7 separate regions of the Mus musculus genome follow, and all the other regions are linked to region 5. Evidence: chromatin contacts called from public HiChIP or PLAC-seq and promoter capture Hi-C data. All regions are on one chromosome and are shown on one strand. Each heading gives the region's core, a stretch centred on a gene start, on an enhancer-like site or on the middle of the called end of the contact. The rest is flanking DNA. Distances are from core to core; before and after follow the strand shown.

The links. Promoter capture Hi-C pulls out the DNA fragments that hold promoters and counts their contacts. HiChIP or PLAC-seq counts read pairs in DNA pulled down with a chosen protein or histone mark. Capture Hi-C pulls out chosen DNA fragments and counts their contacts.
Region 1: a promoter capture Hi-C map of second pharyngeal arch cranial neural crest shows a contact between it and region 5. The contact joins the promoter of Rbm33 here to the promoter of Nom1 in region 5. A contact is called at or near these places in 14 of 39 promoter capture datasets (the 3T3-L1 cell line, 3T3-L1-derived adipocytes, the C10 cell line and 9 more) and 2 of 9 other capture datasets (adipose tissue and liver).
Region 2: an H3K4me3 HiChIP or PLAC-seq map of embryonic stem cells shows a contact between it and region 5, with 5 times the contacts expected there. The contact joins the enhancer-like site here to the promoter of Nom1 in region 5. A contact is called at or near these places in 8 of 39 promoter capture datasets (the C10 cell line, cranial neural crest, embryonic stem cells and 5 more), 4 of 115 datasets of contacts at active chromatin or transcription factors (embryonic forebrain, embryonic stem cells and thymic regulatory T cells) and 1 of 9 other capture datasets (embryonic stem cells).
Region 3: a promoter capture Hi-C map of liver shows a contact between it and region 5, with 3 times the contacts expected there. The contact joins the promoter of Insig1 here to the promoter of Nom1 in region 5. A contact is called at or near these places in 2 of 39 promoter capture datasets (embryonic stem cells and hippocampal neurons), 3 of 484 Hi-C or Micro-C datasets (B cells, CD4 T cells and CD8 T cells), 2 of 115 datasets of contacts at active chromatin or transcription factors (astrocytes and pro-B cells) and 2 of 9 other capture datasets (adipose tissue and liver).
Region 4: a contact with region 5 is called in a promoter capture Hi-C map of neutrophils, with 5 times the contacts expected there. The contact joins the enhancer-like site here to the promoter of Nom1 in region 5. A contact is called at or near these places in 8 of 39 promoter capture datasets (the C10 cell line, cranial neural crest, frontonasal cranial neural crest and 5 more) and 1 of 115 datasets of contacts at active chromatin or transcription factors (large pre-B cells).
Region 6: an H3K4me3 HiChIP or PLAC-seq map of forebrain shows a contact between it and region 5, with 5 times the contacts expected there. The contact joins the promoter of En2 here to the promoter of Nom1 in region 5. A contact is called at or near these places in 4 of 39 promoter capture datasets (cranial neural crest, frontonasal cranial neural crest, maxillary cranial neural crest and 1 more) and 3 of 115 datasets of contacts at active chromatin or transcription factors (embryonic hindbrain, embryonic midbrain and forebrain).
Region 7: a contact with region 5 is called in a promoter capture Hi-C map of pre-B cells, with 4 times the contacts expected there. The contact joins the promoter of Paxip1 here to the promoter of Nom1 in region 5. A contact is called at or near these places in 4 of 39 promoter capture datasets (cranial neural crest, hematopoietic stem and progenitor cells, hippocampal neurons and 1 more), 3 of 484 Hi-C or Micro-C datasets (B cells, CD4 T cells and CD8 T cells), 5 of 115 datasets of contacts at active chromatin or transcription factors (astrocytes, embryonic stem cells, epiblast stem cells and 2 more) and 2 of 9 other capture datasets (adipose tissue and liver).

The regions. Positions count from the first base shown.
Region 1 is chr5:28,315,384-28,319,536 of GRCm38.p6, reverse strand. It overlaps Rbm33 (RNA binding motif protein 33), which reads right to left and starts at 2,348. Exons shown (of 19, transcript NM_028234.1): 1 at 2,127-2,348. The coding sequence starts at 2,169. It overlaps Gm35602 (a long non-coding RNA gene), which reads left to right and starts at 2,450. Exons shown (of 5, transcript XR_003955879.1): 1 at 2,450-3,043.
Region 2 is chr5:28,396,288-28,400,434 of GRCm38.p6, reverse strand. All of the region lies in intron 15 of Rbm33 (RNA binding motif protein 33), which reads right to left. Among named protein-coding and RNA genes, the nearest start is that of 9530036O11Rik, 69 kb to the left of the region's middle. Within about 2 kb of position 1,509, at least 55 of the 459 cell types and tissues checked have an H3K27ac peak or open chromatin away from gene starts, as enhancers often do. A contact at or near this core is called in embryonic stem cells, where this site is marked.
Region 3 is chr5:28,068,906-28,072,679 of GRCm38.p6, reverse strand. Insig1 (insulin induced gene 1) reads right to left here and starts at 1,268. Exons shown (of 5, transcript NM_153526.5): 1 at 885-1,268. The coding sequence starts at 1,242. All of the region lies in intron 1 of Gm35223 (a long non-coding RNA gene), which reads left to right.
Region 4 is chr5:28,350,231-28,354,190 of GRCm38.p6, reverse strand. It overlaps Rbm33 (RNA binding motif protein 33), which reads right to left. Exons shown (of 19, transcript NM_028234.1): 7 at 1,548-1,719. Among named protein-coding and RNA genes, the nearest start is that of Rbm33, 35 kb to the right of the region's middle. Within about 2 kb of position 2,125, at least 30 of the 459 cell types and tissues checked have an H3K27ac peak or open chromatin away from gene starts, as enhancers often do. A contact at or near this core is called in neutrophils, where this site is marked.
Region 5 is chr5:29,433,327-29,437,024 of GRCm38.p6, reverse strand. It overlaps Nom1 (nucleolar protein with MIF4G domain 1), which reads right to left and starts at 2,358. Exons shown (of 11, transcript NM_001033457.2): 1 at 1,382-2,358; 2 at 968-1,095. The coding sequence starts at 2,347.
Region 6 is chr5:28,164,197-28,168,048 of GRCm38.p6, reverse strand. It overlaps En2 (engrailed 2), which reads right to left and starts at 2,353. Exons shown (of 2, transcript NM_010134.4): 1 at 865-2,353. The coding sequence starts at 1,522.
Region 7 is chr5:27,788,926-27,792,825 of GRCm38.p6, reverse strand. It overlaps Paxip1 (PAX interacting (with transcription-activation domain) protein 1), which reads left to right and starts at 1,276. Exons shown (of 21, transcript NM_018878.3): 1 at 1,276-1,627. The coding sequence starts at 1,547.

The DNA.
Region 1 (4,153 bases), core at 1,099-3,598, 1.1 Mb after region 5:
AGTGTTACTAGATGGAGAGGGAGGCACTGAGGTAGCAAACAGATAAATAGAAGCCAATGATTTCTCTAGTAAGGCCTCCTCCCTCAGGAGCCGGAGCATGCTGAATCAGGAGACAGTTACAGGATATTTGATCACACTGTGATCCCCCCAAGATTGTGTTACTTACTAAAAACAAAACAAAACAAAACAAAAACAAAAAAAATGTTTCTAGTTGTATCTCAGCCTTAGCACCTTTAATCCCTCCGCTGGAATACAGACATGCCCTTAGTACACACTTTTAATCCCAAACAAGGAAGGTAAAGTTAGTTTATAGAAGAAAGCACCAATGTTTGAAAGGGATGTCTAATTGAGTGGCAGACAATAAGTGAAAATAAGGAAGGGAGAGAGGGAGGAATGGAGGGATGGAGGGATGGAGGGAGGGAGGGAGGGAGGGAGGGAAAGGGAAAGAAGGAAAAAGAAAAGGAGGAAGGGGGCAGTTTTACTGGCGAGTTTTACAAAGACAGGTTGAAGGAGAGAACAAGCCAGAAAATGAGAAGAAGCCAGAAGATTAGAAAAGGTTGCTAGAGTTGGTGTGAGGCCAAACAGAGCAATCCAGGAGAAGCCATCCCAGAGAAGCCAGATCGATCAGCTTGAGAAGAGCTTGAGCCAAAACAGCTAAGTTGAACCAGCCAGGGTTCAGAAAGAACTAGAAAGGGTGAACTTACCCAACAGTAAGCCTCAGAGATGACCAACTACCAATAGGAGTGTAACCCCTTCAAGGCAGGAACAGTGTACTGCACATGGGCTGAAGAGGTCCAGCAGTTCCAGGACTGCAGAGCTGCTGAGCACCAAGGTGAATATTCAAAAGAACTTGCCTACTTTCCCAAGGAGTTTGGATTAAGTCTAAGCAATGGAAATGCTGACAAGATATTAAGATGGAAGAAAAATTCCAAACTTCCAAAAAGGCAATCTAGCCTTCTAAAATTACAACCCTCAAACTTTCTGGCTAAAAACTAATATACAGCCCTCAAGTTTTATTTGTGTGGATATTTATCAGTTTTTACTATTAAAGTTTTAAATGAGAAACTTAAAAGATCATAAAAGCGCATAGTCCCCAAGCCATCCATGTCAAGTCTTCACATGCCACACAGCCTCTGGAAAACCAAACCACACTAGTGAGAAAAAATGGAAAATGAAAATATCATCTTCATCTTTTAAAAACAGCTTTGACCCAAGGGCTCCCATAACACTGAGACTCACATATAAAACCTTAAGTTTTTACCTTCTCTAATCAGGTAGAGTAGACAAAATGTATTTTAAGCATTTAACTAGAAAGCCTCGAATCTGCATGTTAAAAAAAAAAAAATCATCTATGTAAGCTGGCAGTGACATATACCATACCACATCCTGCCAGAAATGGCATTCTGGATGTAGTCTCTGCCGTTTGGGTTTTTTGTTTTGAGGTCAGAACTCCTAAGCAGGGTTGTTTAACATGCCCACCCCAACCCCCAATCTGTAAGTAAGCATCACTAACACCTCTGGAATATGTAGAATAGTTCAAGTGTCTATAGCCAGAACTAGCTGGCAAATGCTTTTGTTGTCCACATTTTACCGTGAGGGTCTTTTATCCAAGTCCTGAAACGTCATTTTTTTTATTGTTCCACATCTTTAAAAAAAAAAAAAAAAAAAAAAACCCTCGTTCAACAAAACGTGGTTTTACTTATAACTGGCTAGTCTTTCCATATCGTTTACGATTGCGAAATGAAAATACTCAAACAACTGGTTCAGTAACCAACCCTTTGTACACGGTCTTCATCCCTTTCAAGCATACTGCCAAACACAAGTTTTCCTTAGATGATAATAGGTTTATTTAAAGCACCCTAATAAACCGCAAAATTCTTTTTACACTGAGTAGGCTGCTTGCCGCTGCCCAGGGCGCATCTTCCAAGAAGACTGGAAGTCGCCAGGGCCCCCCGACCCCGTCGCGGGGCCGCCGCCGACCTCGCGTCGCCGCCTCGGGCCTAACGCTCCGCGCTCCCGGCCTGAACGGCGGCGGCAAGCCCGGGGCGGCTCCGTCTGTGGCGGGGCAGCACGAAGGCCCTACATAAAGGGTGCCCGGTCTACGGCCCCCGCCGCGGCCCACGTACCTCCAGCGCCTGCTCCTCCGCCTGCGCCCAGGGCGGCCGCCATGGTGGTCCCCGGGCCCGGCCTTCAGCCGTCCCCCGAGCTCCTGGCAGGCCGACGGCTCTGGTGCGGGCCGGGGAGGCGGGGGAGCGGCGAGGGCCGGCGCCCGCGAGCGAGCAGAGGCGAGGCCCGCGCGTCGCGGTCCGCAGCGGACCCTCGCCTCCGCAGGAAGAAAACAACACTACGGCAACATGGCCGCGCCGCGGTGCACGCCGGGAGCAAGGCGGGCGGAAGAGCCAGGCGGCGGCGGGCGGACGCCTAAGGTCCCGGGTGCCTGAACGCCAGCGAGTGCCCGGCGGCGCGCGCTAGAAAGAGCAGCGCACAGACACAGTTTCGGCCGGGCTGGAAGGCCGAGGCTTCAGGCGGGAGGAGTGTGGACGGCCACACGCCGTAAAGTCGACATAAATCGCCTTGCAGCAGTAGGCGCGGCTGCGCTTTACGACGGCTGAGCCGCCGTGGCAAGTGGAGCCGAAGCGCGGCCGGAGACGCTAACGGCCGAGTCTGGCTACCGCGCCCCCAAGCTTGAGGCGCGCGAACGCTACATCGACGCACGCGCACTCGCGTTCGCGCGAGCTGGCGGAAAGCCTCGCGCGTAGGGTCTTAGGAAAGGAGAGGAGGTGTGTGGCGGTGGCACTAGGTACCACGACCTCAAAGACGGACTCCAGAGCATCCTAAAGCAAGTCCCCAAGCCTGCGGCTTTGAGGACGAGGTTTCGGGCAAAAGCGAGCTGGGAAGGCGGAGGAGCCCCGCAGGTGGGCCCTTGGAGAGGCCCGGCATGGAGGCTGGTCGCCGCTCAGTGAGAATTCCAGACGCGGGCATCCACATTCCCGGAAAGTCTTAGGGAGCTAAAAGAATGTCTGCTGTGAAATTCAACTTTTAGGTGATTGAAATTTTTCCTCATAAAAAAAAAAAAAAATCCCTAAAATCCCTGCTTTATAATGTTCATTTAAGAAACAGAAGGAAAAAAAATTCCTTTTTTAAAAAATCGTCATGAAGTCATTGCCCAATAAAAGTAAGCCTGGCATGGAGCCTCACTGACTAACTAGATTTCTGTCAGAAAGCACATTAATTCATATCTAAACTGCTTGAACCCCTTGTCACCTTTTCCTAATTTTTACACTGTTCAGGATGGACTACCCAACTGAGAATATTTTCAAGATAATATCAGTGCTGGTCTTGAGAAAGACCTCTCAAAAATAGGTACAATGATAAAATTACTTCATAATACTTTATAACGTATTACACATGAAAAAAGACGTGCATCTCAATTATAGCAAATGAAGATTAAATTGCTCAAAGGCCACTGAATATCCACTTCGAATGAGTCAGGATTTCAACTCTATGTCTGCCTTGACTCAAATCTCATGTTCTAACATAGCTATGACCTTAAGAAAGTAGTTTTCTTAATTTCACCTAAAACTGAAATTCTCCAGGACAGGAAACTCTAAACATTCTGTACTGAAACATTCACTAGAAAAACATTTAACCTGTATGTAGGAACACCTAGTATTTAGAGATGTGATCACTTGCTGTGAGTACAGATTTAATCACCCCCTTTTCCTTATCACTACATACCACTTCAGTCAGCTCTCTAACTTCCTCTAGAAACCTGTTAAAGGCTCAGTGTCAACCAGGAAACCAAACTGCAACGCTTGTGGTGAAAATGGTTTCAGAGCACGGCTCAGCCCTTAAATACCTCACAGGAACCTCGCCCTCTGTGCTTTCCTAATTGAGGTTACTATCTAAACGTGAGGGTTTAAGAATGAACTCTCAGCCCGGCGTGGTGGCACACGCCTTTAATCCCAGCACTCGGGAGGCAGAGGCAGGCAGATTTCTGAGTTCAAGGCCAGCCTGGTCTACAAAGTGATTTCCAGGACAGCCAGGGCTATACAGAGAAACCCTGTCTCGAAAAAAAAGGAACTCTCAGAGCTATTAGATACACTGGCTTCTATAGGTCAGTAGCTTTTAAGCCAAGGAGGCACCTTCCCCT
Region 2 (4,147 bases), core at 260-2,759, 1.0 Mb after region 5:
TCTTCTTTAAAACCAATTACTCACCTTTTCACAGTAATGAGAAGCTGATGAACACAGCAGCCCCTGTTATCTGTGTTCCAAGGAACTAAAGACTTCTAAAGAAAAGACCCACCCCAGAGCCACACAGAAAAAGGCTGAGACACATCAAACAAGAGTTTGAGTATAGGGAAATAAGCATACATTCAAAGAACAATGGAGAGTTCTCTATGGACACAGAAGCCAATAAGAAGAGAGCCCCTCTAGCGAATCATGATGAGATCTAGCATCAACGTAAATAATGGCCGTGACAGTTCACTGAAAAACCCAAACCTCACAAAGCTGACTAAAGTTAAGAAAATGAACAAGTAAGAGCAGATACACAAGGCACACTAGAACTGGACACATCAGTGCTGGATGGTAAGAAGATAGTGTAGTAAGTGGGGCACTCAGAGCTCCTTCCCAACTACAACTTACAGTGGGTAAGGCCAGCTGTAGAAAAGACTTGGCAAACACTGCCTCACCTAAGTCATTAAAGCTAATCTCAGCAATATAGGGCAAGTCTGCACAGCCACACCAAGGACACATTCCCTTCTATGTCGAGCCTGCCAAACACAAACAACCTCAAACATATCAGAAGAAGCAATAGATAAGATGTAAATTACAGCAAAGGCCACAAAAATCACAGACTGTAGTCTTTTAAAAGGTCAAAGGCAAGCAACATAAAAACCAAGAGACTGCTCCAGACTAAAAGGAGACCAGAAATCAAACATATGGCTCTGGGTGAGACCCCAGGCTAGGCTGGTGCACTATACAGTGTGTAGCTACAGTCTCTAGTGCCTCTGGCCTAAGGCAGCACTCTGTACCTCCAATCTTCTCATAAACCACCGGAGGAAGAGAAATTACTTAGTCATAAATGGACATTGAAATACAGAGAGACAGAGGGTGGGGGTGGAGGAGCAAATGCAGTACAAGATAGAAACCCCTGGTGGATGTGGGAAAGGGACAAGGCCTCAAATTTTCTCTTTCATCCAAGATGTAACAAAACGAAATTTAGCCTGTGACCCACAGAAAGAGGGACCCACACACTGTCTCTAAAGGAAGCCTGGTGAGAAGGACGGAGATACCCTCACTGCCTCTCTAAGACAGGGAAGAAGAGGGACAAATTCACCCCATTTTCCAAAGCAAGCTCCCATAGATCAACTGAGGTCTTCCACGGGATAGTAGGACAGCCTTTAAAAACAAATACAAAGAAGCCCACTGCGGACCAGCCAGCTTTCCTGCTGGGTGGGGGTCCTGAGTCTCTCCCACTTCTCCATGTGCTCAAAGAAGACAACTGTTTACTTAGTTTGCTGCCAAATTTCTAAATCTTTCATAACCGGGATCAGGATAAAGTATCTGCCTACTTTCCACTTTCTCCCTTCAACCAAAGGATAGTTCCCGGAAAGGAACTAGGCCTTTGTTTTACTGATAAGCAAAGATGTAAATCAAGTAACCAAGGTCACTCAGAGGTGAGCTGGGTTTCACCTCTCAGGAGCCAGAAGAGGCTGAAGGCTTTGTTTTAACTGCTTGTTTCTAAGGTTAATCAGAGAAGGACTGATGGTCCCAGCAGTCACAGGAAATAAACTTTTGATGTTTCCTACCTTTGCTTTTATTATTAAATAGGGCCAAGACTCAGAATTGAACCCAACCAGATGTCTGGACCTACTGCTTCGTTATGTGGAGACTCAGTTTGCTCCACAGTGAAATGAAAATGTGAGTGGCACATGCTCAACCCTAGACAAACAGTAGCCATTGCAAATGCCAGCAGGAAGCACAGACCTCTTTAAATCCTCAGGAACACTTTAATCTGCCACCGATTTTCTTCTAGAACTCCTCCCAGCCACCAGACCTAGCATTTATAGGCAGAAAATTGAGATGATGATGAAGATGGTGATGATGAAGAGAAAGAAGAAACAGCAGCAGCACAGAATCCCAGAAGCAGCCAAGATAGACAACTACCCAAGCATGGGTTTTTCTATAGCAAAAGCAGGGAAGCTTTTATGTGTCAGATGATCACACAGAAGGCTAGCTTGTGACCCTGGAGAAGGAGAGCTTCAAGTTCTATGTGCTATAAAAAATGAGTTTCAGAGCAGTCAATGCCAGATATGGTGCCAACAACAAGCTCTATATGAAACACAGCATCTTCCTCCAGGCATAACTGAACAGTGATCCAGCCATCACAAGTACACAGAATATCAAGAAGTTATTCTTAAGAGAAAAAAATTATTTATTTTATGTAAATGAGTGCTCTATCCGTACAGACACTTTCATGCCAGAAGAGGGCATCAGATCCTAGTATAGACAGTTGTGAGCTACCTTGTGGTTGCTGGGAATTGAACTCAAGACCTCTAGAAGACAAGCCAGTACTCTTAACCACTGAGCCATCTCTCCAGCCCCCAAGAAATCATTCTTGTGAAAATCTTTAGGATTGTTTCCTATTATCACGATGAAATTGTTTTAATAAAGAGGACCTAAATAATTCCAATAAAAAGAACTAATGTACAACAACTAGAAGACAAATGAATGAAAACATCTTTAAAGGTAACATAATTAAAGAAATGACTAAAATCTACTGTCTTAAACTCAGACTCTCCATCTTTCACGATTTAAAAAAAATTCAAGAAAGTCGGGTATAGTGGCAACCCACTTTAATTCTTGTATCTGGTAATGTAGGCAAAAACATCAGGAATTCAAACTACATAGCAAATTCAGAACTACATGAAACCCTATCTCAAAAATCAAAATGAAATATGCAAAGATGAATGATTTAATTTTTAAATTAGCTATGAAAGACAAGAAACACCCACTGCGAGTCACACCAGGCTCACAGGTTATAAGTCACACACACAAGCCCAAAGAAGTTGAGTCATTCACAACTGGTATGAGGTATAACAACAGCTGGCTAGAGCTAAGCACAGAGACTCATGTTCTTAAGTAGTACTGGTCAAAAAGCCTGGCTAGAGAATGACTGCCAAAAGGAACTATTGAGCGCTTTCAATTTAGTTACATAGATTTTCTGTTAGATAGCCATAAAGGAGGCAGCTCTCTTAGGAAGCATGAGCTAACTTCTGCCTTATAATAAAACGTTCTCCAATGGTCAGCCCTGAAAAATACAAGTAACATTATACAGGACAAACAGATTGCATTTATTTATTTAGGAACACACAAACACACCCCTCTCTACAACTGAAGCAGCAGTTTTAACCTGTGTGTTATGATCCCTGGGGGCATGTCTAGCAACCCTTTCATAAGGTCACATAAGACCATTGGAAAACAGATTATACAGACAGACAGACATATGTGGTCAAGTATATGCGCACGTGTGCGTGTATGTGTGTGTGTGTGATGTGTGTGGTGCATGCCTGCAATCCAAGAGGTGTGTGTGTGTGTGTGTGTGTGTGTGTGTGTGTGTGTGTGTGTGTGGTGCATGCCTGCAATCCAAGAATGCAAGAGGCTGAGGGAGGAGGGTAACAAGTTTGAGACCACTCTAGGAAACAGTAAGAAACCACCCCACCTCCTAAAAAATAAGAATCAAAAAGAAAACACATTAAGTTTTCTTTAAGAAACTTTATAAGCTATATATTGTACTTTTACCCTACTATTAGTCAAGAGCTTCTAGCAAAATAGAATTCAGCCAACAAGAAAATGCCATAATTCAAACAGTGAACTGGAAAACTAAAACCTTTCACACAGATGTCACTTACAAGCTTCTCCTCCTCTCATTCTCAGGTTGCCCGACTGTGATGCCTGACTCAGTACAGACTCATAGCTAGATTCTTAGAGGCAGAGCACAGAGCTGAGCCCTAGGGTGATGCCAGTGCCAGGAAGAGGACAACTATGGTTGATACCTAGTAGCAACTAAAGGAAATGATAAAAGTCAAATATGTGATAGCACCAGACACTGGAACACACAGCTACTTACTTTCTGAATTGTCCTAATTAGGCACATTTTGCAACTAACCCACAATTATATGTTCTCTTACTAACAGTTCCTATCCACTTAGAGGAGGTAGTATTTGGGAAATACTATTTACTCAAGATAAAGAGCGAACACCACCAGAGACTCATCAGGTTGATCAAAGTTGCCAACACAGAAGTAGAAGAGCTGCTAAAAATGCACATCAGTACT
Region 3 (3,774 bases), core at 19-2,518, 1.4 Mb after region 5:
TGAGCCTGAGAGCAAGCAGCCTTGGAAATCAACAGTTAAGTGTCCTGCATCCTACATTTAACCCATGACTCAGCTACAGCACAGCACCCAAGCCCAGCATATAAAGCATAGGCAGGCAGTCAATAAAAGCTGGCTTCAAAGCAGACAGGCACTGCTCCTGCTGTCCTGTGGCTGCAGATTGGAGGAAAGATGCACCTGAGCAAATACTGCCCACCTACACAGGACAGGACAAGGACAAGCAGGGCTGAGGGGGGAGAAACACTTGACAAATGGTTATCAACGCTGTACACTGTAAACTATGCAGGATCTGTTGGACTGTAATTACTCAACACTTTTGGCAAAAAGCAGCAAAATGATCAAGGAAAGAAAAAAGACTGTGGCACTGTTACAAGTTTCGTTGGGCCTAAGAGGTGACACCATAGGTGTGCTTAGGCCCAAAGGCTCCTTTTTTCCTCCTGTCCCAAGTCTACTGGGCACGGAGTTCCAGAAGGTTTGGCTGATAGCCACAATCTGCAGAAGGCAGAGAAGTCTGTCCCCTGGCAACTGCCTCTTGAGCGCACGTGATGGTTTGTTTTCAGTTATCCAGCGAGGTAGCACGTTTGCTCAGGCAGCCAATAGCTGCGTGGTGCTGCCCTCACCAGTTCTCCAGGCGGCCAATCCTGGCTTCTGGCTCAACGAGACAGCTGCGACTCCTCCACTTAAACTGCCAATTATCTCCTGACCTCATCTCCATCACTAGTCCCTCCAACTTCCGCCTGTCGCTCGCCAACGTCTGGGGTTTCCTACCCTCTCCGTTCTCCTTTTCTTGTAACAAGGGTGACTTTAACAGCTGACGTGTCCCTTCATCCCCCTCCCCCACCCCAAGAACAAGGAAAGGCACTCACCCGCTGCCGTGCCACAGCACGGGGGCACCCACCAGGCGGAGGAGAAGATGGTGGCTATCACCTCGTCGGGGAAGAGCGTGACATTCCGCTGGATCTGCAGCAGGTTGAGCACCAGGGCCAGGACCACGCCAAATGAGAAGAGCACTAGGCTCCGCTGCACCAAGTCGTGGTGCCAGCTGCCCGGCCGCGCGCTGCATCCTGTGGTTCCCGCTCGCTGGCCCCGGGGCGCGTGCTCGGGTTCGGGGACTCCGGGGCCCTGCGGACAAGCGGCCGCCGCAATCATGCCTCGCGGGAGGCTGTACGGCCTCGCAGCGCCCGCGCTTGGATAGTTCCAGACGTGGTCGTGCAGCCTGGGCATCGGCGTCCAGGCACAGCATGGAAGGTACACGCCACGACACTACACGTACCGCGCCCGGACGGCCCAGGAGCGGCCGCGGCCCCGCGCGGTTTCCGCTTATAAGGCAGGCTGCCACCGGAGCCACGTGACCTCACCCAGCCTATCCGCCGCCCGCGCGCCCTGCTGGGGGGCGTGTCTTCAAGCGGCCCCGCCCTGTCCGCGCGCCTGTCCGCTCGGGGTCTGGTGAGGCCGCCGGAGCCAATGGGAGGAGGGCGGCCCATATGACGTATGCACACGCCACCGGGGGGGTGGGGCTGGTGCCCGGCACGCGCTCGAGCGCGCGCTATTCGGGCAGGCGCCGGGGCGGGCACCGGAGCGGGCGGCCAGCGAGTCAGATGGTCCGATGCTGCCCTATTGCGCTGCCGGACCTCGGTTTCTGAGATAATGAGGTCCACGCAGGTCCGAAGGAAAGGACCCGGAGCGCAAACCCTCCTGAGTGCTTAAAAGACCTGGGATCGCTTGGGCTGGCTGCTAATGGCAAGTGCTCTGCAGGTTCACAGCTCAGACCAGGGCTCCCCTAGCCAAGACGCCACCGGCTAAAACCACAGGGTGGTGAGCAGGCCTGAAAAGGCACTGTGTGTGTGTGAGACCTTAGGTAAGGAATGTGGCTTTGTGCCAAAAGTGTAAAACAAAGTCACCCTCCTAAGCAGGCTGTTTCTCAGAGATCATGGGGGCTGTCATTTTCCCAGCGTGACACGGGTGTGGAGACCTGGCTGTCTTTCCCTCACAGCCTGTCCACTCCTCTCTTAGGCGGCTCTATGCGTTGTTTGGAAGAGCTTGAAGCAGTTTTGACTTCAAGGAATGTTGCAACTTGGGTCTTCGCCATTTTCCACACTCTGGCCAGTCCATGCATGTGAGGTTTCATGGGCATACACACACGGGGGTTGGGGACATCAGTACTGTATGGTGTATTACAGCAACATGGGAGCCTTTTTGACAGCAAGAAAGCAGGAGGGCCTGCCCAGCTTCAGCTGATAGGAAATTGTTAAAGGCAGTGAGTCTCTGCTGTGGGATGTAGCAGGTGCTGCCTCTACCACCCATCATCAGCTGCAAGTACTCTAAACAGATGTTGAGAAAGCGACACCTGTGTAAATACACACAATTTTGCCCCCAAGGAACAGACACATCGCTCATAGGAAACTTGGCCCTAAGGAACAGACATGCCAGTCACTTGCAGGAAGCTGGCTTGATGGGACAGTCCCAGACCCTGCACCCACGCCCCAGCACCAAGCATCTGTCTTGTGAGCACTGAGATGTAATTCAGTCCCTTTTTCTCAAGCCATTTTGCTTGTCTTTACAGACTCTCCCCCGGATTTTTTTCCTCTTGTTATAATTCTTACCAAGTAGGCTAAGAGGTTCTAATAATACTTTGTGTGCTTTTGTGATGCTTGCCTGGGGGCAGGGGTTGATATCTTCAGACAATTGCTCTGTTACCAACTTGGTTGTTTCTTCTGCTTACCCAAGCCAGTATTAATGCAGTCTAACCTCTGCTGCTGCTTGACCAGCTCATCTGCACCGGGACAAAGCAAGCTGTGGGCTTAAACCCTGGTGGCTGTTGTGGTATGCAGACCAAGGTGCCCTGTGGACCATGAAGGATACACCCTGTGGCCTGGTTCTCTGGGGGTCCCACGGGGGCTGCTATGGGCTCATGAGCAGTTTACCTCACTTTCAGTGAATGTAGGGTGACGGTAGAGAAGAGTTCAAACTGAGGCTCTTGGAGAGGCTGCCTGCCTATCAAAAATGATACCCAAGGCCTGCTAGGTTTTTGTTTTTGTTTGTTTGTTTTGTTTGTTTTTAATGCATACTGGAAATGGAAGATCAGGGGTCCCTTCTCTGGCCCTGAGGATGAGTGGGGTTGCTAGGGAGATGCTTTTGAGGTGGAGCTCCTTGGCCCTTCACTGTACCACTTCATGTTAATCATTACAGCTTTGCTGATTGCAGGTGCTTCCATCTACTGAGAACTTACCTGGGAGCCACCCATTGCTTTTTATCTATATCTCTGCCATTCTTCCTGGGATAATACCAATGATCATTTGTGACTTAATTCTTAAAACGGACTAGATAAGGAAGTAGATTGGCTATTTTAATGTAGTCTCACCCCTTGCTCACTGTAGACTGTTCAGAAAATAGAATCATATCTGGGGTGAGGTAATGACTTGGTCAGTAACGTGTTTGCTGATTAAGAATAAGAAACGGAGTTTGATCCCTCAGAACCCACAAGGAGCCACATATGTAGCAGTACATGTCTGTCCCAGTACTAGGGAGGCAGACAGGACCCTTGGAGCATGGTAGCTGGATCATACACCTAAAACTGAGCTCTGAGTTCGGAGAGAGACCTTGTTTCAAAAAGAGGTGGAGAGCAATTGAGGAAGACTGCTGAGATCTACCCCTGACCTCCACTTGCATGTGCACAAATGCACCTGGACACACACATGCCAGCCTTCTCCCCTCCACTGAGCACAAGCTGCGGTTAACATATCAGCGAGAGTATGC
Region 4 (3,960 bases), core at 876-3,375, 1.1 Mb after region 5:
AAGCCTTGAATGCCAAGGTACATAGGTTCATATATTTGAATGTTTGTCCCAGTTTGTGGAACTATTTGGGAAGGATTAGTAGGTGTGGCCTTGTTGGAAAAGATATGTCACTAGGGGCAGGATTTGAGTTTTCGGACTACTCACACCATTCCCAGTGTCTGTGTTGTTCTCTCTGGCCCCTCATTGTGGATCAAGTAACAATTCATGTTACCATACCTTTGCTGTGCCACAATGAACTCAAAGCCTCTGAAACTATAACCCCAATAATACTTTTTTTTTAAGTTCCTTTTGATCATGGCATTTTGTCATAGCAATAGAACAATAACTAATATAAGCAATGGTGTTTCAAAACAATAAAGGGTGGCTCGGCAGTAAGGAGCACTAGCTGTTCTTCCAGAGGAGCTGGGTTTAATTCCTTGCACCCTCATGGCAGCTCATAACTGTCTGTAATTCCAGTTCCAGGGGATCTGACACCCTCACACACATACAAGCAGGCAGAACACCAATGTATATAAATTTTTTTTTTAAATTATTTAATAAAAAACACACATTCACAGAGAGAAAGAGAGATGAGAGAGTTGAGGAGGGGGATGGGGAGGGGGGACTGACAGACCATCAAGGCAATGAGGCTTTGACCTTTATTTTTATCTAGACCAAAACAGAAAGGCAAGTAGACCCTGATGAGCTTTGCTTTCCTCTTGAGAAAGCCACACTGTGTTGGTCTCCTTTCTTCTAAAGTCCAAGCAGAACCTGGTAACACACTGAAAATACAATCTTCCTGGGCAATGCATGGGACTAAAGTCTCAAAAGGGCTGTTAGTGGCTCCAATACCGCTTTCAAAGCCCCAGGTCACTCTAGTCAGATACTTCTTCTACCACTAAGTAATACTCCCAGGCTCTGGGGTGACTGTGACACTCCAATATGTACCCAATGATCAGTGGGAAAGGACACAGAGTGTACAGAGGGGTTTTAGTGCTAATGCTCTCAGCCAGCAACAGTCTGAGAAAGGTCTTCAGCGGTAGGTACCTGACATTCAGTTAATGATCTCTGTTAACTAGTCACTGACCACCCAGGAACAAGTAGAGAAAACCCAAAAGAATGGCTATAAGGACATTACAAGTACAAAATAAAATCAATATGGCCAGAATTTAGCACTGGCTACCTGAGGGACACAGTCCAGGAGAAGAGCCAAGCATGACCCTGCTACCACCTTAGTACAGTCAAGAACACAGGACACAAAGGTGAGTAGCGTTAGGTCATATACTCTCAAAGAAAACGACTAAATAAATAATTAATAAATAAATAAATACATACATACATACTTTTAAATATTTCACTCAAACACTTATAACCTAGAAGTGGTTGTTTGGCAAAATGTTGAGCATAGCACAACTGGGCACCAGCCTCACTTATACCATGCACCCTACCAACAATAAATCATAAAAAGATATGGAGAGATCTGAAGTGGAAATAAAGATCAAGGAAACAAGCCAAAAAGGGGTGGGGGAATTTAATTAATTTACCCACAGGCCAAAACCAAGAATTACCCAAAGTTTCTGGAATGTTCCTTCTCTCTCTAGTTACATCTGAAAGCCTAATAATTGTTCCTTCTTTCCTTTCAGTTTTAAAACGTAATCGTCCAGATTCTTCATCATCATCATCTTCTTCATCTGATTCTTCTTTTATGTCTTTCTGGAGTTCCAGGGTTTCCATTCCTCCCTACAGGCAGACAGAAGCAAAGAGAGAGAATGAGTACACAGTCACTTAAAATATAAGTACAGCTCAAAGTGCCTGGTAAAAGGCTATGTGAAACCTGAAGCCAACTCCAGTAGGGAAAAACCTGCAAACTCCTGCCTACAGTTAATACATGAGAACCTCCCACTACTGCTTGCCCACACTTGCTTGAGAACAGACATCTGTTAAACATCCCTGCTGCCTTACAGCTAATTCAGACCACAGCAAAGTTCCTCATAACTTAAGTTGTCTATGACCATGAGCTAAGCTAACATCTGTAAATTCACCACTGAGAAAACACTACAGTTAATAGCACAGGACTCACCAGGAAGCTGTAATGGCTATTTCAGCCATGTAAGTTGAACAGTTCATAGACCCCAACCACATAGTTTGATCTTCTGTCAGGAGAGCAGTCCCTAAGTCAGTTTGGGGTTTTGTGGTCACTACCCCTGCCCCTTCCCTACTTACTTCACTTTTCCTGTCTAGTGTTAACTCAGCACAGACTTAGTGCTGAGACCAGTAAAAGACAAAAACCATTTCTTCTGCCACTTCTTCACACTAAAACCAGATTTTATTTTAGCAGAGTCTCTTACAAAACTTTCCTCTAGTGCTAACTGAAACTAAAGCAGTTTTTACATATAGTTTTTCTTTTTAAGCTCCTATGGCCCTATCATCTCTCTCTTAGGTCACTCTCAGTAGCCCACTGGCAGATGAAGACAGATACGTACTAAACATAAGGTTCATTTAAACATTTTCTACCACTGTAATAAAAAACTGCAGCTTGCCTCTTCATTATCATGAACGTTATCTTTACTCTTCAAAGAAACAAAGACATATTCTTAGAAAATATATAAGAAACTAAACCCATGGAAAATTATTGTTGATCTCCTTTCCTAAACATTCTCAATGCAAAAAGCTAACAAGTCAGGCTCTACAACAAGTAGTATAAATGGGAAAACAGATCCAGGAATCCAAATGCTGAGCATGGACACTGACTTTACTTTCAGCCTAATGCCTATGGCTTTTCAGTGCTCTGAGGTTCAGCATGCTGAAGAGCTCTGCAGCACCAGAATTTCTCGTTCTTGCTAGGGTAATACTAAAATTTCTGAATCATTGAGTACATATAGACAATCAGAATGAGTAGTATCTATGAGGAGGCCTCAACACAGCATTGCCAAAAAATCCCTGCTATGCCTTCACATGCTTCAGCCGGACTACTCTCTGTTACACCAATGATATACACCAACGTATATCACTACATATATACCAATGACTGGAAATCCTTTTTAGAAATAGATTCTGTCCTGGGAGGTCCAGGGTGGGGCCTGAGAGTCCACATTCCTAACAAGCTCCCAGGGAAGCCAATTCTTGGATCCATATATCATGTTAGTAATATGACCACAGAAAAGAAATCATGTCTACCAAAGCAAAAACCTTAGTGCAGCAGTTATAATAATTATATTATTACTTCAACAGATGCAAAAAATTACTAAAGTTTGGTGTCCATTAGAAAATCACCACAAGCAAACTAGAACCAAAAAGAATTCTCTTCAATCTGAGAGCAGATCTGATGAGCAATAAGGTATCTTCTTCCCAGCACTAAAACTACAGCAAGGAAAGCAGCTTTGAAGCAAGTTTTCTGCGGTACATAGCACCTGCACCGGAAGTCAGGAAGGCAAAATAAATAACAAGGATTCTGATTACAGAGAAAAAAAATCAAGATGTTTACATTAACAGATAATTTATTAACATGTTACCTGGGGGAAGGGAGGGCTGGAGAGATGGCTAAGTGACTATATACTATTCACACAAAGGATCCAAACTAAATTTTCAGCACCCACATAAGGTAATTTACAACCACCAATAACTCCAGCACTAGCAGGTCCAATACACTCTACTGGTATTCACAAACACCTGCACTCGTGTACATAACCAAATACACACATACACACACACACACACACACACACACACACACTCTCTCTCTCTCTCTCTCTCTCTCTCATATACCAAAGAATATAAAAATAAAACCTTAAAAATTAAATCTTAAAATAATAAACATTCATTGTTAATCTAGAGATACATGGCCATCTCCATTAAACCCCTAGCCAGACTTCTAGTAGATACTAATAAATCCATGACAGGAAAGAGCCTAAGAAAAGAATTAACTTGGTGGATTTATACGACCTGGTTTCATGTTCTATTACTGCACCTGCTGGGGTGCTG
Region 5 (3,698 bases), core at 1,109-3,608:
GAACTCAGAAATCCGTCTGCCTCCGCCTCCCAAGTGCTGGGATTAAAGGTGTGCGCCACCACGCCCAGCTCATGCATCTTGATATCAGTAGCAGTCACCTAAATCTTCAAACAACAAAACTGCACAGAATCGGTCTCAGTCTCTCTCTTCCTTCTGAGTCCTGGGATTACAGGCACGTACCACCACCTCTAGTTTATGTGGTCTGGCAAGCAAGGGAGGGCTTCAGGCTTTGTTCATGTTAGATGAATACTCTACCAACTTAGCCACACCACTAGCTGTCTCTGTTTTTAACTGTAATCTAGCCTGGAAGTGATCCCTCTAAGGACCTCCCTACTCTGTCTTTGTAATTCCCAGTGATCTACAATAACAAGTTAAGCCACAAAAGAACAATACATAGTTGAAATGTGACAAAATTGGGTTAGGTGCTAGAGGCCAGGACAGTGGTCATCTTTGGGGCTTGGAAGAGGCCCTGAATGAGGCTGAGTGAGGGACACAAAACAAGTGGAGAAGGTTTTAGACAAGTGATTCCAATTTATTTGTTAAGATTAGAGAGCCAACAAGGGAAGGTAAGTGACAAATTCCCACCCATGTGGCTTCCAATGAACCTTCTGATGCTTTATTCTTAAAATGGACAATTAAAAACAGACGGTGCCTCAAGGGCTGAAGACCCTGCTTACCACTAGATGAGTTCACTTCTGCAGGCTAGACCTGCAGACTTCGGCCAGGCCGCTCCTAGGACAGAGTCATGTCCTGTTCCTTTCTGCTTCTCAGAATGACCCTGTGGGTTGTTTTCAAACACGGAAAGGGCAATATCAAACAGTTGAGCATCCTACCTGTTCAAATTTAAGTCCCGTTATGTCAACCAAGAACAAGGATCCAAAACACTGTATAGTCCTAGCCTCCATCATTGGCTTTTCAGATAGTTTCTACAACTAAGTGATAGTGTGTCATATTTCTGTAAGGTTACCTGTTAATTAGGCCTTTAACATGTTTCTTGAGCCTGTCTAGCTCTTCTTTCTTGTGGACATCTATTACCTCCTCGTTCCTCAGCCGAGGAGGGATGTACTTTTCACCACTTTCAACAGAGTGACTCTCCTTGAAAACAGGAATAAAATTGTAAACAAAAATGTACAGTGGAAAATCCGGTATCTTTTGTTGTTGTTGTTGTTACTTACTCCAAACACTAACCCCATGAGAACTTGGAGCAGGGTACTGCTATTTAACGAAGTGAAGCTCTATGATTGCCTAGAATGGCCTGGGTCAGCCTGTCCCTCAGCAGGCTGTGGCTGCTACTGTGTTAGTGCAAATACTGTTCTGTACTCTGCCCCTCACTCCGTTTGGAATGACAGCCCAGAGGGCCTACAGGCTGTTCGTGACATACCTGCTGTTCTATGTCATCTTCCGAAGAGCTTCTGCTCTTTTCTACAACTTCTGCAAAACGCACTTTCTTAGTCCCTTTATTTCCCCGAGTCCCACTTTCTGCTTCTCCTCTCCTTTTCGAGTTTACATCTTCCTGATCCTCCTGCAGCACTTGCCAGTCTGGGTCCTCCTCACTTTCTTTAGAATTGCTCTCTAGGTCACTCTCCAAGACTGTCTGTCCAGTCTCCAACTTTTCTTCCTCCTCTTCCTCGCTGCTTTCGTACAGGCCGCCGCCGCTCCCACATTCCAGGGCCCCCAGGATGTAGTCCAGACCGTCGCGCGCGAAGCTGAGCGGCACCGAGCTACCATCGCCCTTCTTCTTACGCTTGTGGAGGCCGAGGCACCGTTCCAGCTTTCGGATCTCTCGGTCCTCCTCCTCGTTGGCCGCTAGAAGTGCCCGCTTCCGGGCGGTGGCGGTGGCGGGACCAGGCTTTCCAGGAGCACCTTTAGCCTTGGCCTTCGGCTGGGCCGCCGAGGCCTTGGTGTTAGTGGAGGGGGCACTGGCCTTGGCAGGGGTTGCTGTGGCCTTGGCGGGCGTCGGTCTCACCTCAGTGGGCGGTCGTCGAGTCTCCGGGCCATCGTTAAGGCCGACATTCCCCCCTTGGTCCCCTGACCCGGAGCCTACTGTCCTCTGCAGGCGCCGCGCTTTCCTCAGGTGTCGCTTCTCCTTACGAAGCTCCTTGCGGCTCTTTCGGCCGCCGGGCCGGGAGCGCGCCACAGCGCTGCGGCTCTCGCAGGCTTCGCTCTCGGAGGTAGTCCGCACGAAGTCTTCCACGGCCAGCCGCAGCCGTTTCAGGGGACCCTCCCTGCCGCCCAGACCGCGGCGGACGCCGCTACGTTTCAAGAGAGCATGTGCCATTGCTCTACACCACAACTCACAAGCCCCATGCCTATAGACGCCGTTAACTTCCGGGACGTTCCGCGGCATCACTTCCGGAAGGGGCGGGACTTCCGGAAGCGCGCTTCAATGGACTAAAAAGGACGGTGGGAGGTTTCCTCTGCTGGTAGGAGGGTACCAGGTCACAGACACTAGTAGAGTCCTTTAAAATCTGAAGCTCTTGTACTTTGTTTTGGGAAGCACTGAGAAAACCTAGGTATGGCTGTAGCATAAATTTTCACACATCCTTGCATTTTCTTGCGTGCGTGTGTACCCATGAGAAGGCAGTCAATTCTGTTTCTCTGTGTGTTTTTGGTTTTTTTTTTTTTTCTTTTTCTTTTCCTTTTCCTTTTCCTTTTCCTTTTCCTTTTCCTTTTCCTTTGAGATAGTTTCACAGTGGGTACCAAGATGGATGTCTGGCATAAAAATGGAGTTTCTTTAGCCATCACATAGAAATGGTGGCTGAACAGAGCCCGAGAGATTCAGCAAACATTGTTCCTCCACTTTCTGCTTTAGTTCTTACCTCCAGGTTCCTGCTTTGAGTTCTTGTCCTGATTTCCCTCAAAGGTGGACTTGATGTGAAAGTCTAAACTAAATAAACCTTTCTTCCTTAGTTGCTTTTTGGCCTTAGTGCTTATCACAATTACAAATGTTGTGCCCTGAGTCCACGGGAAATCCAGATGAGCTCAAGAATTGCAAAGTCCACTGCAACTCGAAAGAGTCTTTTATTGTTTAAAGTTTGAACTCAGCTCTCCTGCCTCACACTCACTACGTGAATGCTGGCAAACGACCCTGAGTCCAGAAAACACTGGGTTTATATACAGTTTAGTTTAGGAATCCCTACAGAAAAGGGGATTAGAGGGCTGTAATCATTTGGTGGATTGGTAGTGTATCGGGAAGGGGGAGTGTTAATGGGTGTCTGTTCAGGGACTAATTTTATGGCCAGTTGTAACTGTCTGTGACCTGACCTCTGTTTACCTTTTTTCCATGGTCTCCCTTGAGCTTGTTATTTCTCTAAGGTCTCAAAGACAGGCATCTGGAGTTCTGCTGCTTATCAGCAGGAGTGTTGATTTTTGGAGACACAAAGGAGGATGTCTCCTCAGAATGTCTTCATTAAGGGGAGTTTTATGGGTAGTACCATTCTAACGCCAGGGGAAGGGGAAGGAGCCCCGACTGCTGCAGGAGGACACAGCACAGAAACCAGTTGTCTGCATATTGTGCTTGCCCCAGGATAGAGGGAGGATGGGAGCTTCTGGGGGAGGGCAGGGAATGCAGAGGCAAACTGTCTGTACACAACACTGACATCTCTCTAGTATCACTAATTCGGGGGTTACAACACAGAAAGCAAGCTATTGTGATTACTTTCATTGTCAGTCTGACTGGATTTACAATAACCTGAGAC
Region 6 (3,852 bases), core at 1,104-3,603, 1.3 Mb after region 5:
GACACAAACAGGATGCTGCAAGAAGGCAGCCCAGAGCGACTCAGTCTTGCTACGAACATAAGTAAAGGACACCCATAGAACAGCTGAGGATTGGGGGTGTGCAGGGCCTCGCTCAGCTCAGTCAGATCATGGACAAATGAAACTCATTGCTAATGGCGCTTTCTAACCGCAGGCCCGCGTCTACGAGGTCTTAAAAATTATAAACGAATGGAGAAAATTTGTCCGAACCTCTTCACACCCCCCTCTGAAAGCCGCCACCTTCTCACTCTTGGTAGCATCGTAAAACACTTGAAGGTTCCTTTCTGCCTGATGGAGGCTCTGAGATCTTTGCACCTTCTCCAAGCCGCGGGCTTGCAGGATGGAACGAACTACCGGGTTCGTCAGATAAACTGGCAAAGGGTGCCCCAGTTTTCACCGCTTTCTTGTGGTTTTTCCTCTGCTCCTTCGCAGCGGTCACACTAGGCCAAGAATGGAGCAGGAGAGCACCCAGAGTTGGAATAACCAGTTCTGGGGACTATGGGCCTGAGGATGGCAGAGAGTTTACAGGGTCCAGGAAAAAGAGAGAGAGAGAGAGAGAGAGAGAGAGAGAGAGAGAGAGAGAGAGAGAGAGAGAGAGAGAGAGAGAGAGAGAGTCTGTGAGAGGCTCTGAGAGAGATGAGATGAGAGAAGAACAGAGTCCTAGGTCTGTGTGTCCTTCCAACTGCCTGGCTGCTGCTCTTTGACGCTTCGGTGAGGAGTGTGTGTGTGTGTGTGTGTGTGTGTGCAGGAGAAAATGTGATCCTTTCCCTCCGTGCAAGTTTACTAGGAAGCGCCCTCCCTAGCCCCGCGGGCCTCCCCTCAGCGGCCTGATTCCCATGGGCTCACCTGAAGAAGGCCGGTCAGAATAGCGCGTGCAGTAGACCCAAGCGGGCCAGAGCATGGGCTGCGCGCCCAGAGTGGCGCTGGCTTGAGAGCTGTCCGAGTCGGAGCTCACCGACAGGTCACCGCCGCCCAAGCCCCGGGCTTTGAGCACTCCATCCAAGGAACCCCCAGGATCGCCGGGTTTTTTGGCACCACCGTGAAGTGATAGCGTCTTGGAACCTCCTTCTCCGTCGACCGCAGGGTCGCCAGCGGCGGCGGAGAGCGTTCCTCCCGCGCTGGGTGCGCACGCTGGGTTCGGTCGGGACTCCCTGGCGCCCAGTAGCTGCTCGGCTCCGCCTGCGCCGCCGCCGCCTCCTTCGGTAGTGCCAGCGCCGCCTTCGCCTCCCCTGGCTCCGCCCGCGCCCGCACAGCAAGTCCCCGCGTCCTTTCGGCGGCCAAACTCAGGCCGCAGGATGTTATCGATGAAGAAGTTGGTGATGCGATGTGGATGCTGGTGGTTGCCTGGCGCCTGTAGGACCTCGGGCAGCATCAGAGCCCGCCGGCGGCCGGTGTCCGAGTCGCTCGGGCTGCTGCCGCCGCCAGAGCCGCCGCCGGAGCTGGGTTCCGGCTGTCTCTGCGCCTCCGCCGCCGTCTCGCTGGGCTTGGAATCCTTCTCCTCCATACTTCACAGAAAATCCCAAATCGCCTCTCCACCGGCCCACCGCCAAAGCGATCTCCGGCCGATCCGCGGCACACAGCGAGCCCCGAGCGCTCCTACGCAGCCGAGTCCTCCGAGCGTGCGAGCGGCGACAGTGGCCAGGGCTGGAGTCCTACAGGTCGCCGGGCGCGCTCGGAGCCAAGCCACGTTCGGATCCACGGAGTGCGTTAGCAAATCACCAGTCTCCCCGCCGGCAGGGACGCCGGGCGATTCAACGGAAGCGGGTCCCGGTCTTGGCGACGCACCGGACTCTAGATGGTCACCGCACCACTCCGGGGACCCGGGACGTCCGTGCAACTCCGCGCTCCTTTTGGTGGTCAGCAGCCTCGGGCTCCGGCGCCGCCGCCTCCGCCGCTGCCGCGCGCATGCAGGCAGCGCGCCGCCCGCGCTCACTGCCGCTCGGGCCCGCTCGGGCAGCCACTGCTCGGCCGTTGCCACCCGCCGGTCCCGGCCGACCCTCGAGGCTGCTGGGCGCGGGTTCTCAGCGCGCCCGCAGCCGCCAGCACGCACATGGAGGGCCGTGGGCCCGCGCTGCGCTCCGCCCGCCCCGGGGCTCCCCGCGCCAGGCCGCCGCCCCGCTGCGGGCCGGGGCGCCCCACGGGCGAGCGGCTGCGCCCCCGCTGAGCCCCGCGCAGCCCCGCGGCCCGAGCCGCATGAGTGAGGGGCGGGAGGCCGGGCCGGGCAGGGCCTCCTGCGCTCCCTCCCTCCCGGTCCGCGCGCCTTCGCTGCCTCGGCTTTCGCGCGGGCTCGGGAAAATTTCAGGCCACTTAGCGCAACCTGAGACACTTTCACTCTGGATTTTTGTTCTTATTTTTAACAGAGCCCCCTCAAGTGACGTCGCGGGCCGGTCTCCTGGACACGTGCCTCGGGCCAATGGCAGCCGCGCCGCTCATCCACGTGACGCGCCCGCGGCAGCTTGGTGACAGGAACCGCCTGCCGCCCCTCCCCCGCCGCCACCTCCCCTCCCCCCTTTAAAGTGGCCGTGCCCAGGGCTCCCGGCGCGGGAGCCTATAATCCAGCCAGATCCATCGGCGAGTCAGCGGTGCTCACTCGCACTCCTCATCTTCTCTCGGTTAGAGACGCTGAGGAAGCTTGTGAACAGTCCCACCAGGTCACTGCTACGCCTAACTGGACACGCGCCGAAAGATCGTTATTTTTTAACATTCCCATATTGTTTACGGTGTGGTGAGATCCCACAATTCCTTGCACAAAATGCATAAATAAAATTAAATGAGGTACCGAGATACAAAGGGACGTTTGTGACCCGCTTTCTTTGCTGGTGGAGGGGAAAATTGTCACTTTGGTTCCCCAGCAGCGTGCAGTCCTAATCGGCAGGCAAGAGCACAGGTACCTGCAGAATCCTACTCTCAGCATGCATGTTTGTGCCTGTGCAGGAGACGCATGCATACGGAAAGATTCCACCCGTGGACAGTGGCTCCTCGGGAACCTCAACGTAGATCTTTATCTATGCGAGAATACACTTTAGTGCACCATTTAAGAAAGGAGAAATAAAAGGATTATTTAAGAAGGGTTATAACATGATCTTCTAATTTAGAAATGAGTGATGACTGCTTAGCCAAACCTTTAACCCATCCACCCCACAAGTGATCCTGAATACAGCTGTACACACACACACACACACACACACACACAGAGAGAGAGAGAGAGAGAGAGAGAGAGAGAGAGAGAGAGAGAGAGAGACAGAGAGACAGAGAGACAGAGACAGAGACAGAGAGAGAGAGAGACAGAGACAGAGAGAGACAGAGAGAGACAGAGAGAGACAGAGAGCCAGTCAGAGACAGAGACTGAGACAGAGAGCCAGTCATCAGTACTCCCCATTTCCTATGTTGAGCCACCAGGCCACTGATCTCCTTATCTTTGTATCAAAACATTTAAGCTGATTTTGGAAGAAAGCAAGGCTAATTTGAAAGAATAGGGATGCTGTGATAGGAGGGGGAGCTCCAATTTGTTTTCCCTTGCTCTGTCTTTATTCCTTCTCTAAACTTCCCTCCAGTTGCTGACAGAATGGCTCTTTTCTACTCTCTTTCCCCAACATCTCCCAAGATCTTTTCAGTTTGCTTTTCTCTCCCCTACCAAAATTCTGGTTACTACAGGCTCCCACGTCTGTGAAAAAAAATATGGAAATGTATTAACTTTGAGAAACATCCAGAAGGGCAGCTGGGGGGCGGGCACAGGAGGGCTGCATAATAATAAAAGTCCTCAGACAGCCTAGGATCACATCAGAGGGCTTTCTGGGTGTCTGGCCCCAGGCTGCTGTTGTTCATAAGTCCTGC
Region 7 (3,900 bases), core at 27-2,526, 1.6 Mb after region 5:
CTCAGTTTATCCAACTTAAACAGGGTGCTTATTTTCTGATCGCTGTAAAACAAAATGGCTCTGCTCTGAGTTCGTTTGAGACTATAAGAACATCAACACCCGGGGGGGAGGGGGGGGCGCTGGGGAGATGGCTCAGCGGTTAAGAGCACTGACTGCTCTTCCAAAGGCCGAGTTCAAATCCCAGAAACCACAAGGTACAAGGTGGCTCACAACCATCAGTAATGAGATCTGATGCCCTCTTCTGATGTGTCTACAGTGTACGTACATATTATAATAATAAATACATCTTAAAAAAAAAAAAGAACAACACTCTATCTGCATGAAGGTCACAGAAAACACAAAACTTGATTAAAGAGCAGTATCACGAGTTGCGGGACTTGTCATTCTGCGAGCGCCCCACAGCAGTTTCAGCTTGTCATTGTTTCCTGTAACTTTACACATCCATATTTAATATAATTATCTGCTAAGATAATTTTTATAGATTTTGCTGTTTACCTTTAAAAACTATGTTGACCGAGGGTTGGACGGCTCAGCAGTTCAGAACACTTGGTTCTCTTGCAGCATCTCCAAATTTGGTTCCCAACACCCACGTGTCGTGTAACTTCAGTTCCAGGGGATCCTGAAGCCACCTTCTGACTGTTGTGGGCACCAGACACTCACAGGGTGCAGATACATACATGCAGGGAAAACTCCAATACACGTAGAAAAATGTACATTTATTTAGAGAGTGTGTGTGTAATGTGTGTACGTGTGTGCGCAACAGTGTGCTTGTGGAGGCCAGAGAACAACTTGCTGGAGCCGGTTCTTGCTTGCCATCACGTGTGTCCCAGGGATCGAACTCAGATTGGCGGCAGATGTCTGCCTGCTGAGCTATGTCGCCGGCTCCTACTTTGCTCTTAACCTGCCTCATCGAAGATCAGTTCCCCGCCAACTACCTCAGTAGATGCGGAAGGGGCAGACGAAGGAAAGTAACCATTAGCCAGGGTCTGCCTGACTCTGGGCCGGATCGCGTGCTGTCCAACAGCAGCGCTGGCGACAGCTGAAGAGCGAACGCTGGATTGTTCAGGTCCCCTTCCGTGCCGAGGCTCCGCCTCCTTGGCGCATGCGCTGTCAGGTGGCCGCACGGGGTGACGGGAGTCCCGCCCAGGACCCGCCCCCTGGCTAGTCCACTGCGGCCATGTGAGGGAAATAGTCTCTCTGTGTCCTCGGTTCTCGGTCGTGAAAACTCGGCCGGGACAAGGCTGCCATGTGCCGTACGAACTATTGTAGACCATCAGCACTGATGCCCGAAGCGGTGGTGTAAGGAGCGCTGTGCGGCGCGCAAGGCGGGAGGGTCCCACATACTCCCCTGCCGAGCTGGTGTGGTGGTACGTGCCTCAGGGCGCGCACGGCTCCCGCGCTCCGGGCCTCGGACGGGCGGGGGCGCGGGTCCGAGTGCAGCTGCGGCTGCGGGCCGGGCTGTGCCGCCGGGCAGTAGGCAGAGCTACGACGCTGGGCGCGGCGGGCCGGGTGACGCGGGGCCGGGCGCCGCCGCGCCGCCGCGATCATGTCGGAGCCGGCGCCCGAAGTTCCAGAGGAGCTATTCCGCGAGGTCAAGTACTACGCGGTGGGCGACATCGACCCGCAGGTACCGCCCGCGCGGGGCCCCTCTGCCGGGCCATTCCCCCCGCACGCCCCCGCCTCGTCGCGCGCGCGCCCTGCAGGACCCCAGGCCGGAGCCGCGGGGCACGCCGGGCAGCGAAGGGCCGCGGGAAGGGCCTCGCGAGCACCGACCTAGCGCAGCGGCCGGCCGAGCATCTTGCCGGGGCCCTGCTGAGCGTGTCCCTTGCCAAGGGGCCTGTCCTCCCGGCCCCTGATTTTTCCCTTAGGGTGGATTGTACGGTAGGTATGGAAGGTACCCTTGCTTACACGGTCACCGTGATTCGTGCGTGTGATCGTGGGTCTGAATCCATCCACAGGACAGTGGCTGTGATCGTGGTATCTTCAGGACAGTGCCCCAAACATTTCTTTTCTAAACTATGCTTACAGTTGTGTCGCCTTCGGTGTCTGGTAATGTAAGCTAAACGGGTCCTAAGGAAGGAATTGTCCAAGAGCCACTGAGCTTGGCTTTCCAGAGACTCATACTTGTATCCTAGTAACCAAAGTCCGTTGGGTCTTCGGTTGTGTGATCAGTGATTGTAGCTGACTTTTTCTAGTACCGATCACCCCACTACTACCACCACATTTCTTCTTTTACCCTTTCTTGTTCTTCGTTTTAGGACTTTTGCTCTTATAAGGGCCTTGGACTAAATGTCACTTAAAACCAAGAACACATTGAGCTGCGCTGTTTGCCCAACTATGTGTGAAATCTGAGTGCTTTAAAAAAATCCCCCTTGTAAGCCCTTGTATTCTGAAATAGTGCCTTCTTTAAAAGGTTTAGAGCCAGGGCACCCATTCTTTAAGTTTTGTAATACAGATTGAGGAAGCTCACAGGTGGTGAGCACCCCAGTACAGTCTGGGCATCGGGCCTGGTACACGGAGTGCCGTAGAAGAGTGCCCTTGAATACTGAGTCCTACAAATACAACAGGTGGAGGTGCTGGAGGTGTTGAGTGTTAAACGGATATTGAGTCCAAGAAGTTGTTTGTGTGGAGTGCGTGTGCTAGGCATTAAAGGCATTTGTGTATACTTGGCCCGAGTCCTGACGGTCACTGGGCATAGTTACAGTGTGGCTCCTGTGAGATGGAATTAGTAATGCGCAGTTTGAGGAGGTTTGAGTGTCCTTGCGAATACAGAGAAAAGATGGACAGCGCAGTCAGACTTGTTTCTGGAAATTTGTCATGAAGAGAAAGCCCTGGGACCTGAGAAGGCGAGGCCAGGGAGGGCTTGCTGTGTTCATGTTTCTGAGTGATGCGAGGCTAAAGCCGGTGGATGAAGTCTGTGTATGAAGGTAAAGTTACTTGGTCCAGGGAAGCCAGCTCGTGGCTGGGGACTGTCGGTTTTCCATGCAGTGGGTACAGACCTCCTCGGCTGCTCCAGTTCTGAGATGGTGCTTGCAGACTATTCGAGACTGCATTGCTTTCAGCTCTTCCTTGACTCCGGCCTGCACACCACTGTCAAGTTGTTCTCCTCTGATGCCTGGTGGCTGCCTCGTTGACTCTCAGAACTTTGACTCCCATCTGCAATAGGTTATCTCTGGAGAGCCACATTCCTCTCTCAATGTGACCGAGAGACTCTCACCAGATCACACAGGACCAAAAGTAGTGTGCCCACACTGAAACCCAGCAGTGCCTCTTCCTCTCTCTGCTTCCAGTCAATCCCTCCGAGAGATGCCCGCATTTCCATTTCGGCTTTTCTGCTGTGCTTACACCTTGTCTAGTTACTGTGTGATTAATTCTATTCCATTCTGTTTGCTGCTGACATTTCTCTAGTGACCTGCCTCTTCCAGTAGTGAGAGTGGTCACAGTTGTGTCTTAACAAGTACTCCCATGTTGATGTCCATCTGTAAGATCTGGTGGTGCTATCTTCATTTGCGATATCCTTCCCTGACTTAAGGAAAGACTGCTATGCATAGCACTAAAGACTACACTGACCATGACTTGCTGCAGGCCAGTGTTAAGTAGGATAACAGAGCCCATAAACTTTAGTCGCCTGCCTTAACTTTGGGACTTGCTGACCATGGTTGGATCTGAGTTCCCCCGCTAGGCCCTACCTTGGTATATATATTTTGTTTGATGAACATCTATAAGTTAGGATTCTCCTGGTGGGTCTCTGCTTCTAGAAACTTCCTAACAATAGTGGAACCAGTCCTCAGCCTTTGGGTTGGATACCTGGAACAGGTACTCTATAGAACTCAGCAGGTGCTGGTGTATGCTGTCTGTCTGGTGTATGCAGATGGCTATTAACTGGCCACCCCATCTCTG